Regions from separate parts of the Mus musculus genome. Here region 2 is linked to region 1. A link is a contact called in public Hi-C data. All regions are on one chromosome and are shown on one strand. The core of a region is the stretch at or near the end of the contact, and the rest is flanking DNA. Distances in the headings are between cores, read along the strand shown. Region 1 has its middle 21 kb from the start of Dynll2. Region 2 overlaps Cuedc1 (CUE domain containing 1).

Region 1 (5,041 bases), core at 1,504-4,003:
GGGCTGTTTAAAGTTTGGATCAGGAGCTCAACCGTTCTGGCTGTTCTTCTAGAGGTCCTGAGTTCATTCCCAGCAACCTCTTGGTGGCTCATGACCTTCTGAAACGGGATCTGATGCCCTCTTCTGGCAGGTAGACAGAGCACACCTACATTTAAACAAAGAAAGGTTCAAAGTTTGAGTCAGGCCCCTATGGACAATCTTGGGTTTCTCACCTGTAAAGTGGAGATGGAAACCATTGCGTTGTGGAGTGACACGCAGGAGAAACTTTCACTCATTTTAGCAAATGTCCCGAGAGCACCTGCCCTGGGCCAGATTCGGTTTCCTGCTACTTCTTTTAAGACCCGGTTTCTAAGTAGGAATTGTAACGTTTGGACAGAACCCTAGACATTTGGGTTAACGTTTAGGTTTCCATCTGCAGTTGTGTGGGAGTTTGAATGAAAATGGCCCCAGAGGCTCCTAGGGACTCGTACTATTGAGAGGTGTGGCCTTGGTGGAGTAGGCGTGGCCTCCCTGGAGGAGGTGTGTTACTTGGGGGCGGGGGGGGGGCGGGGGAGGCGGGGGGGGGCGGGGGGGCTTTGAGATGTCAGAAGCTCCATCCAGTCTTAGTGGCTCACCATCTCTTCCCGTTGCCTACGGATCCAGATGTAGACCTCTCACCTCCTCCTCCTCCTCCTCCTCCTCGTCCTCCTCCTCCTCCTCCTCCTCCTCGTCCTCCTCCTCCTCCTCCTCCTCCTCCTCCTCCTCCTCCTCCTCCTCCTCCTCCTCCTCCTCCTCCTCCTCCTCCTCCTCCAGCACCGTGTCTGTCCGCATGCTGCCTGTCATGATGATAATGGACTAAACTTCCGAATTGGAACTGGAGTTACAGGTGGTCGTGAATTGCCTTATGTGAATGCTGAGAACTGAACTCTCATCCTCCGCCAGCCTTGACCACTGAGCCATCCCTCCAGCTCCTGAAAAAAAAAATGTTTTGGTCTCTGTGTGCCTTGTGGAAAGTAGCTTAGGCTTTTGGAAGGAAAGTTTTTACAGCAGCTAGCACTTTCTGACGTTTCTACCCGGAGAAGTTCTAGTTTCATATTTCGTAATGACTCCAATGTAAGGTTCTCGAAAACGAGGTCACATCCTCCGTTGTGTTTCGCTTTACCTAGCAAGCACCATTGTCCTGGGTATGCAAACCCTCAAACCCTCAAGCTTCAAAACGTGAATGTACTTGAATACCCGTGGAGAAGCAGCGCCATCTTCTGGTCTGAAGGAATACTGCAGCACAGAGCCGGAGAGGTTTGGTTGACCTGAGCCGCAGGTGGCAAGGCCATGCTGGAACCAGAACTCTTGTGTTAAAAACCACTCCCAGAGCCTGGAAAATTATGCTCTCCTGAACGCTCTGTTTTGGCTTTTAAACCACAGTCTTAAGCGGATGTGCAGCTAGGAAAAGCCATTTTGTCTAGGCTTTTGCAAGGGTGGAAATGTAACTTATTGAATGTGTTATTTGCTGAGCACTGCATCTGTATTTTTACTTTATGTGTGTGCATGTGGAGGTCAGAGGTTAACCTCTGGGGTTATCTTCAAGAAACGTCCACTGTGATTTTTTAAAAAGATGTACTTATTTTATTTATAGGAGTACACTGTAGTTGTCTTCAGATACACCAGAAGAGGTCATTGGATCCCATCACAGATGGTTGTGAGCCACCATGTGGTTTCTGGGAATTGAACTTAGGACCTCTGGAAGAGCAGTCAGTGCTCTTAACCACTGAGCCATCTCTACGGTCCGTCCACTGTGATTTTTGAGACAAGATCTTTCACTGGCCTGGAGCTCTCCTGACGAGGTTTGCCTGGTGCTGGGGTTACAAACCCAAGTCACCATGTCCCATTTTTTATTAACGTGGATCCTGAGGAGTGAACTCAGGTCCCCCCTTACTCACTTATCTGGTAACAGTCTGGTCCTTCCAGGCCTTGCTTTCATTAGGCAGGCTTGGAAGGATACTCACCCTCACTCTTATTTCTGGCTCTAGGCAGGAAATACGTGGCTATGGCTCTCTCGCCTTTCTCGGGCGTCAGATAGTTTTGTTACACACATGTACTGATCAATGTCCTGTTGAATACCAGAGCGGAGGCCCTGCACACCTCTGGGGCTTGCTCTCTACGTGGCACTCAGCTCTCCAGCAGTTGGCCACCTTGGTTGGTCCTCTGGCCTCTGTTTAACTCTCCAGAGCTCAGTAATCCTTGGCTTCCTTAGCTGCCCCTCATCCGCACCTAGGCAGGACGGTGGGACTCTCATTGTTTATTTTCCTGTCTCTCAGTTGTGGTCATCCGTTAGCCTTCCCCGCAGTGCCCAGATTCTTGCCTTGTTATTTTGATTGCTCGACAAGAAGATAAGGCTGTTGGCGACTCTTCATCTTGTGTGGAAGTCTGAACCTATCAACGGGATCTTACCGTATACCTTACACCAGCAGCTGTTCCCTCTGTTTCTGAGGTTGGCCTGAGGCGAGGGAGGTCTGCTGGGGAGGCACCAGTCTGCAGACTGCTGAGTTTGCTGGCTGTTGATTGGAGCGGCCTAGGTAACTGGGCCACGTGTCTCTCATCAGCTGGCGGACCAGCCTGGGCTTGCTTCTAGGAGCACGCACTCCTAAGAAGCCAGCTGTCATCGTTCTTCAAGGCTGTTCTAGAAACATTTTACTCTTTGCTAGTGCAAGCCACCACCTCAAGGGCAGGATGAGAAACAGACCAACGGTGGTGGGAGGAGCCTCTGTGATGGGAGGAGTCTCATAGTCATGCGGGACTGCACAGATGCCGGAAGGGGCGGGGATGTACAGCCAAGTTATCTTTTATAGACATTATCATTATTTTAATCCTTGCAGCAAACCAGGGTATAGATCTTGTCATTGATACTTTACAGACATTAAGAGCTCACAATGGGAGGCAGAGCCAGGTTTTGAACTAGGGTCTTCCTGCCTCTGCCCCGTCTCTAGCCGTTGTATCACATACTTGGTGTGCAGTGTGTGTAGTTCTGACTACAGGTAGATGTATTCAGCACCAGGAATAGACCATTCCCTACCGTGGTCCCCGTTGCAGGATGCTTACCACAGCTTTGAATTCTTCCTAACACTCCCACAGCCTCTCCAAGCAAACACAAGACCCTGTCCCTGGGGGTTCCTTCCCCTTAGGGCCTTTGGGGCTCAGGGACACTCTAAGGGAGGCATTTTGTGTAGAGAACCAGGTGCTGATCATCTGTGTCTCCAGCTAGCCTGTGCCTCAGGTGATAAGTCAGGCAATCCTCCCTCTCTGTGCCTGGATAGTTCCAGAAGCCTCAATGGCTCCCTGGTGTCCCCTCCAACTCCTCATATAGAATTTGTCATGTTTGACTAAACTGCTCTCTTTCCCATGGGCTTCTGCAGGGCCTCTCTCTGTCTCCCTCCCAGTTTCTCTCTCTCTCTGCCTCTGTCTCAGTCTCTGTCTGTCTGTTTCCTTTCTCTCATTTCCTGGCACACAGCTCTGTATCATCTCACTTAACCCACTTCCCCATGTGATTTCTCACCACCCAGACCCATTTCCTCCCTAATTTAATCAAGAGATTAAAGCCACACTGTTTTTCTCTTCTGAGTGTGGCTAATGAGCTGCCTCTGTCTCCAATCCTGATCTATCGTGGCCCCTCCCACCCTCTCTCGAGTGTCCATGCGTTGCCTGATCACTATTTTGTAGTTTTGTTTGACTCAAAACATCTAGAGCAAGCAGGCCCAGCTGGGGTCCAGTGAGGAGCCCAGAGAGACAGTGTAAGTGATCCACAGCCCAGGATTGCAGCTTTCCTGCAGAGGTCAAGGGCAGCCTGGTCTACATAGTGAGTTCCAGGCCAGCAGTGCTACGTACGTACCAAGACAGGGAGATCCTGTCTCAAAAGACTCCAAAGAAAAACAAACAGAAAGACAAAGTAAATGAGAGTTTCAGGAATCTGGGGGCCTGAAATCTTAGATCGAAGGATGACCTTGGACAGCAGAAAGTTCAGGCACTTTGGGAGATGAGTGTCTTTAGACTGTCCCTTCGGTCCCTATCCTCAAAGGCACCTCCTTTTGCCTTGTGTCTAGCTGGTTCAGGGAGATGGGCTCCATCAGTAACTAACTATAAGACGGCTTCCCAGGGAGAGCGGAGACAGAGACAGTGGGAAGCCACCAGCCAGCTCTCCACAAGGCAGAGTCCTGCTCCTCCTTCAGATAAGCTGTGAGGTGCTTTGTCTCTGTCACTGTCTATCCATGCTGTGGTCTCCAGTTAAGGTCTAGAGACTGTGGCATTGTCACTAAAGCTTTGGGAGAGAAGACAGGTCTTTTGTCTATGTGATATTTTTGTCCTAGAGCAGGCCACAGAGACTCCCTTCAGCTGTGGTGGTTTGAATACGTGTTTGAATGCTTGCCCATAGGGGCTAGCACTATTAGAAGGTGTGGCCTTGTTGGAGGAAGTGTGTCACTGTTGGGGCAGGCTTTGAAGTCTTAGATACTCATGCTAGGCTTAGTGTGGCATTCACTTCTGCTGCCTATGGATTAAGATGTAGAACTCTCAGGTACCTCTCTAGCACCATGCCTGCCTGCACGCTGCCATGCTTCCCACCATGGTGACAATGGACTGGACCTCTGAAACTGTAAACCAACTTCAATATAAAGGTTCATTTTATTTATTTATTTATTTATTTATTTATTTATTTATTTATTTTGTGTTTTTTTTTTTTTTTTTTTTTTTTTTTTTTTTGAGACAGGGTTTCTCTGTGTAGCCCTGGCTATCCTGGAACTCACTCTGTAGACCAGGCTGGCCTTGAACTCAGAAATCTGCCTGCCTCTGCCTCCCAAGTGCTGGGATTAAAGGTGTACGGCATGGTTCATTTTATAAGAGTTACCCTGGTTATGCAATATCACAGCAATAAAACCTAATAAAAGACAGAAATTCAGGAGCTGGAGAGGTGGCTCAGCGGTTGAGAGCACTGACTGCTCTTCCAGAGGTCCTGAGTTCAATCCCCAGCAACCACATGGTGGCTCACAACCATCTGTAATGGGATCTGATGTCC
Region 2 (5,041 bases), core at 1,350-3,849, 180 kb before region 1:
CAAGGCCGCCACCTTGATTTATTTTTAGTTTATTCATTAATTTTTGTTTGCTGTTTTGAGACAGGGTTTCTTTGTATAACAGCCCTGGCTGTCCTGGAACTCTCTTTGTAGACCTAGCCTCAGACTCAAAGAGATCACCTGCCTCTTCCTCGATTGAGTGCTGGGATTGAAGGCATGTGCCATGATGTTTTATTTTTAACACAGATCCTCAGGTAGCTCAGGCTGGCTTCAAACTTGCCATGCAGCCAAGGTAACCTCAACTGATCCTTGAACTGATCCTCCCTCCTCCTTCCACTGCGTGAGAGCAGGGATCACAGATGTGCCCCATCACACCAGGCTCCTCCTGTTACTTCTATAGTTTAAAAAGATTTTAAAATATTAAATGCAGTATCAGTAGGAATATAAAGAGGTTCAGCGTGCCAAAATGATTGCTAGAGCCTCAAAAAGTGGAAAACAGAATTCTCATGTGGTCCGGTCATTCTGCTCATAAGTACCCTTACAAAAGAGTTGAAACTGGAGTACAAACAGGTCATTACCCCAATATAGATAGAAGCACTGCCCGTAATAGCCTACAGGCTGAAATAACTCAAGTGTCCATCAAATGAATAAGCAAAGGGTAGCACACACACTCACACACACACATACAACAACAACAACAACAACAATGGAACATTACTCAACTAGAGAGAGATTCTGATATATGCTATAATATGAATGAACCTTGAAAATATGTTAAATTAAATAAGCCAGACCTGAAGGACACACAGTATATGGTTTGTCTCCCATGAGACACCCAAAACAGGCAAGATCAGAGGTTTTCCGGGTCTCGGGGACTGGGGAGTTATCTACTGTGCACAGCTCTCTGGATAATGATAAGGTTCTATAAATGGACAGCGGTGATGATTGCACAACAGAGGGAATGCACTAAATGCCATAGAGCTGGGCCTTAGAAAATGGTTACGGAGCTGGGGGTGTAACTCAGTGTGCCACACGCATGAAGCCCTGGGTTTATTCCCAGCACTGTTCAAACCATCTGTAATGATACACACCTGTCATCTCAGTGCACAGGACGTGTGCAGGAGGGCCAGAGGTTCTAGGTCATCCTCAGCTGCATGGCAGGTTGGAGGCCGGCCTAGGCTACATGAGACATAACTCAGCCCCAACCAACCAACCAACCAACCAACCAACCAACCAACCAAGGGCCCAGAGTGACGTTTCGGGGGGACTACATATTCTTGGGAAATAGCCAAGTCTGTCTATTTGAATTTGATCTTAGGATCCACATAACAGAAGGAGACAACTGACTCGTAAGTTGTCCTCTGATCTCCACACACTTTTGGGGACACACACACACTGAATCAATATAATTTAATTTTTAAGGTTAAATGATGACAGTTATATTATATATATTTTGCGCGCACACACACAAACACACAGAGAGAGAGAGAGAGAGGTGCATCCTGTATCCTTGGGTAGAATGAGGTGTAGGTTTTAGAGGACTGGGAAGCAGGCACACAAGGGAGCACTACTTGGGACATTCAGACAGCAATCAGCACACAGGAAATCCTGGCTAGCACAGAGGAGCTCTGTCGCCATCTGCGCAGAGTAGGCTGGGATACAATGGCACTCCTGTTGATGAGGACTCTTCCCATGGCCTGCAGAGTCGTACATGCCACTGGGCTGGGGGGAGACAGAAGTGCATGCAGGGTTACTTCCTGGACATTTGAAATTGATGGGATGTGATATCCTGGGAGATTTCAAGTTTGTGTGCAAGAAAAGGAGGCATGTATCTGGGAGCCTTGGACGGAGGGAGAATCTGGTGTCGGAAGTAAAGGGCCAACAGCCTAGCCTGAGAGAACCAGGGGCATCAAGCTAGAGGCTGCCGTGGTAGGCACAGACCACTCACTCAGAGGACAAGGATGGCAGAATGCTTCCAGGCTCTAGGCGTGGGAAAGTGGGGGTGGAAACTAAGAGAAAAGACCCATCTGGTAAATACAGATGCTCCTTGCTGCTGGAGCCTCATCCTGAGAAACCCACTGTGGACTGGAAATATCATCAGTCATAAACGCATTCCATACACCTACCTTCCAGATACCATAGCGCTACATGCCTTGAATGAGCTCTGAATACTTATGTTAGCCTACAGCTGGGCACAGAAATCTGACACAAAGCCTGCTTTATACTGATCGTTGACAAGCTCGTGTAACGTGTTGAATGCCACACTGAAAGTAAGACACAGACCTGCTGCACGGGTACACATTCATTCCATCATGAACTTGGAAAGTCCAAGGTAGAACCATCAAAAGCGGGCTCATCTGTACCCCGTGCACACGTCTATAAAACATGGTAGTGTCTTGCAAAAGATCAAAATCTCTCTTACTTAAGGCCAGAACTTTGGATCCTCAATAAGAAATGGCAGCAAACAGCCAGTGGGGCTGTGCACTCTCATGGCTGGGCTGCACACACGTGCACCCGTCACCGATCATAAATGGATGCTGGTTCCCCTTTCCTAGAGGGGATGTGTAAGGGAGCCTGGGCTTGCCTGAATGGGATGTCATGCTCTGAGGCCTGGGATTGCCCAAGGCAGACTTGCTGGAGCATGGTTTCCTGCTTGCTTATCTCTGTCACACAAGGACAAGAAGAAGTCCGGTGGAGGTGGGGGCACTTGTGGTCAATGGTAGCTCTGCTTCACTCGAGATAAGATTTCAACAGTGAACTTTTATACAATGACATGGCATCTAGAGCATCCTGTTGCCAGGTAGCATTGGTTCTTGTGTGTGCGTAATCTCGAGCGTGTGCACAAGCCCCCCGTGTGTATACATGCATGTGCAAGAGTGCATAAGGGGAGGGCAAACAGGTTTGAAAGATTTCTGGCATGACCCTATGGCCTTCTAAGAAACCCACTTCTAGAACTTTCCTTCACAAAAAGGTAGTCACTAGTCATGTGTGGCAATAAGACATTTTTATTTAAATTTAAACTAAATAAGATCATATCTGCACTTCCTCAGTGCACAAACCACTTCCTGCCATGCTCGCTTTCCTGTGTGTGTGTGTGTGTGTGTGTGTGTGTGTGTGTGTGTGTGTGTAAGCTCACATGTGTGCACATGCCTGGGGAGGCCCACGGTTGATGTCACGTGCTTCTGTGTACACTCTCCACTTTACATATTACAGTAAGTTCTCTCAATGGCACCCACAGCTTGCTGGTTCAGCATCTACCCAGGCAGCACACGCACTCTGGGGATTCCATGTCTCTGCCTCCCAAGCTCTGGGATTCCTACCTCGCAGCATTTATTGTCTAAGAACTCTGGTCCTCACACTGCACTGACATTCCTGTGGATAACGGCTATCATGATGAACAGCACATATGTCAGGCCATCAGGCAGCCCTGCAACCCAGAGGCAGGTCCAGCTCCTGGACAAAGCCTCGATTTACTCTACCTGCAAGTGATCCATCCCAATTATGAGAGCAGACAGGGGACTATGGCTAGTCATCTCCAAAAGATGTCATCTGTGTCTTTCCACCGCTGGTGACCCCTGCCTCCTCAGATCAAAACTTTGGCTGGCTCCTAGGGAACCTTCCACCTAGGCAGAGGGAAGCAGAAGCCCGGAGGAAGTGTGAGACTCAGCTAGCCTTAGGTAGGCAGGTAGGCGGGTGTGGGGGTCATGTCTTAGGACCATCAAGAGTCCCCCACTGTCCCTCTCCTGGGAGCATCTGGGCATGGCTCTGCCTTTTCCAGTGCAATAGGAAGAAAAGAGAAAGTGGAAAGTTGGGGCAGGAGGATGACTGTGGGGCATGTGCTTAAGAAAGATCACACATACACACACACACACACACACACACACACACACACACACACACACACCCCAAGGAACCTATGATCAGAAGAAGTAAATGAAGATAAAGAGGTTTTTAACAACTCTCTGTTAAACTCTATGTTTAAAACTCTGTATGTTGTCCTATATTTTGACCAGAGAAGAGGAAGGGAGAGGGAGACTGAAGGAAATGGGAGGGAGTGACTGAGCCTCTTCCATCCATGCAAAGCACACGTGTACACTTCTATCCTCCTCCTCCTTCCTCCTCCCCCTCCTCCCCCCTCTCCTCCTCATCATCACCTTTCAGTGGTCTACACCCCAGCCATTACCACCCTCATTTAACCAGCCTCCTTGAGAACTTCTCCATTTGAGTCAATGCACAGTCCTCGGACAGCACCTTTTCTCCCCAGCTGGTCTCAGCTTAGCCCTGGAAGTCAATCCAGCTGACGAATAAATCTGCATATTTCATGCTGGACTAGATTTCGGGCTGAGGCTGAAGAGACACTATACTAAATATTGGAACAAGGGAAGATAGAGACCCTGCGAGTCTGCCTGTTCATGCATCCCGAGTAGGCTTCTTTTTCAAATCCCTTTTTTCTGGAGGCTGGAAATCGAGGCAGGATCTCAAGTAGCCCGTGAGATCTCAGGAACTCACAATGCCACTGAGATTTTTGATCCCCCTGCCTCCACTTTCCAAGTGCTCGAATCAGAGGTCTGTACTAAGTAAGACAGTCGGTTTACGTGATGCTGGGGTTCAAACCCAAGGCTTTGTGCAGGTTAGGCAAGCTCTGAGCTACATCCCTGCCCCCAGCTTTAAAAGCAATGTACATGTGCCACGGAATGCATGTGGATGTCAGAGAACAATTCGTTTTAGTCGGTTTTCTCCCACTATGTGGTTTGGGGGAATCAAACTCATGTGGTCAGGCTTGGTGGCAACGCCTTCTGAGTTTTTGCCAGCCTGTGAGCCAACCTGCCAGCCCCTCACCCTTGAAAAAATTAAATAGATACCGAAAACTGAAAAACAACAACAACAACAAAAAAAAAAACCATATAAGCGTAATGAATTATCATGCAGCAAACACCTTGTAACTACCCACATCAAACACAACTGTGGGAGCTGAAGAAACAGCTCAGTGGCCAAGAGCACCGGCTGCTCTTCCAGAGGACCCTCGTTTGATTCCCAGCACCCACACAAGTGGCTCACAACTACCTATCTGTAACTCCAATCC

The links. Hi-C and Micro-C count contacts between places; a contact is called where the count stands out from the background.
Region 2: a Hi-C map of regulatory T cells shows a contact between it and region 1, with 3 times the contacts expected there. The contact joins two enhancer-like sites. A contact is called at or near these places in 1 of 484 Hi-C or Micro-C datasets (regulatory T cells), 4 of 115 datasets of contacts at active chromatin or transcription factors (craniofacial prominence, embryonic stem cells and stem cell-derived neural progenitor cells) and 3 of 9 other capture datasets (adipose tissue, embryonic stem cells and liver).

The regions. Positions count from the first base shown.
Region 1 is chr11:87,964,008-87,969,048 of GRCm38.p6, reverse strand. No RefSeq gene overlaps it. Among named protein-coding and RNA genes, the nearest start is that of Dynll2, 21 kb to the left of the region's middle. RefSeq lists an enhancer at 2,444-3,488. Within about 2 kb of position 2,753, at least 82 of the 459 cell types and tissues checked have an H3K27ac peak or open chromatin away from gene starts, as enhancers often do. A contact at or near this core is called in regulatory T cells, where this site is marked.
Region 2 is chr11:88,143,414-88,148,454 of GRCm38.p6, reverse strand. All of the region lies in intron 1 of Cuedc1 (CUE domain containing 1), which reads right to left. Among named protein-coding and RNA genes, the nearest start is that of Cuedc1, 47 kb to the right of the region's middle. Within about 2 kb of position 2,599, at least 96 of the 459 cell types and tissues checked have an H3K27ac peak or open chromatin away from gene starts, as enhancers often do. A contact at or near this core is called in regulatory T cells, where this site is marked.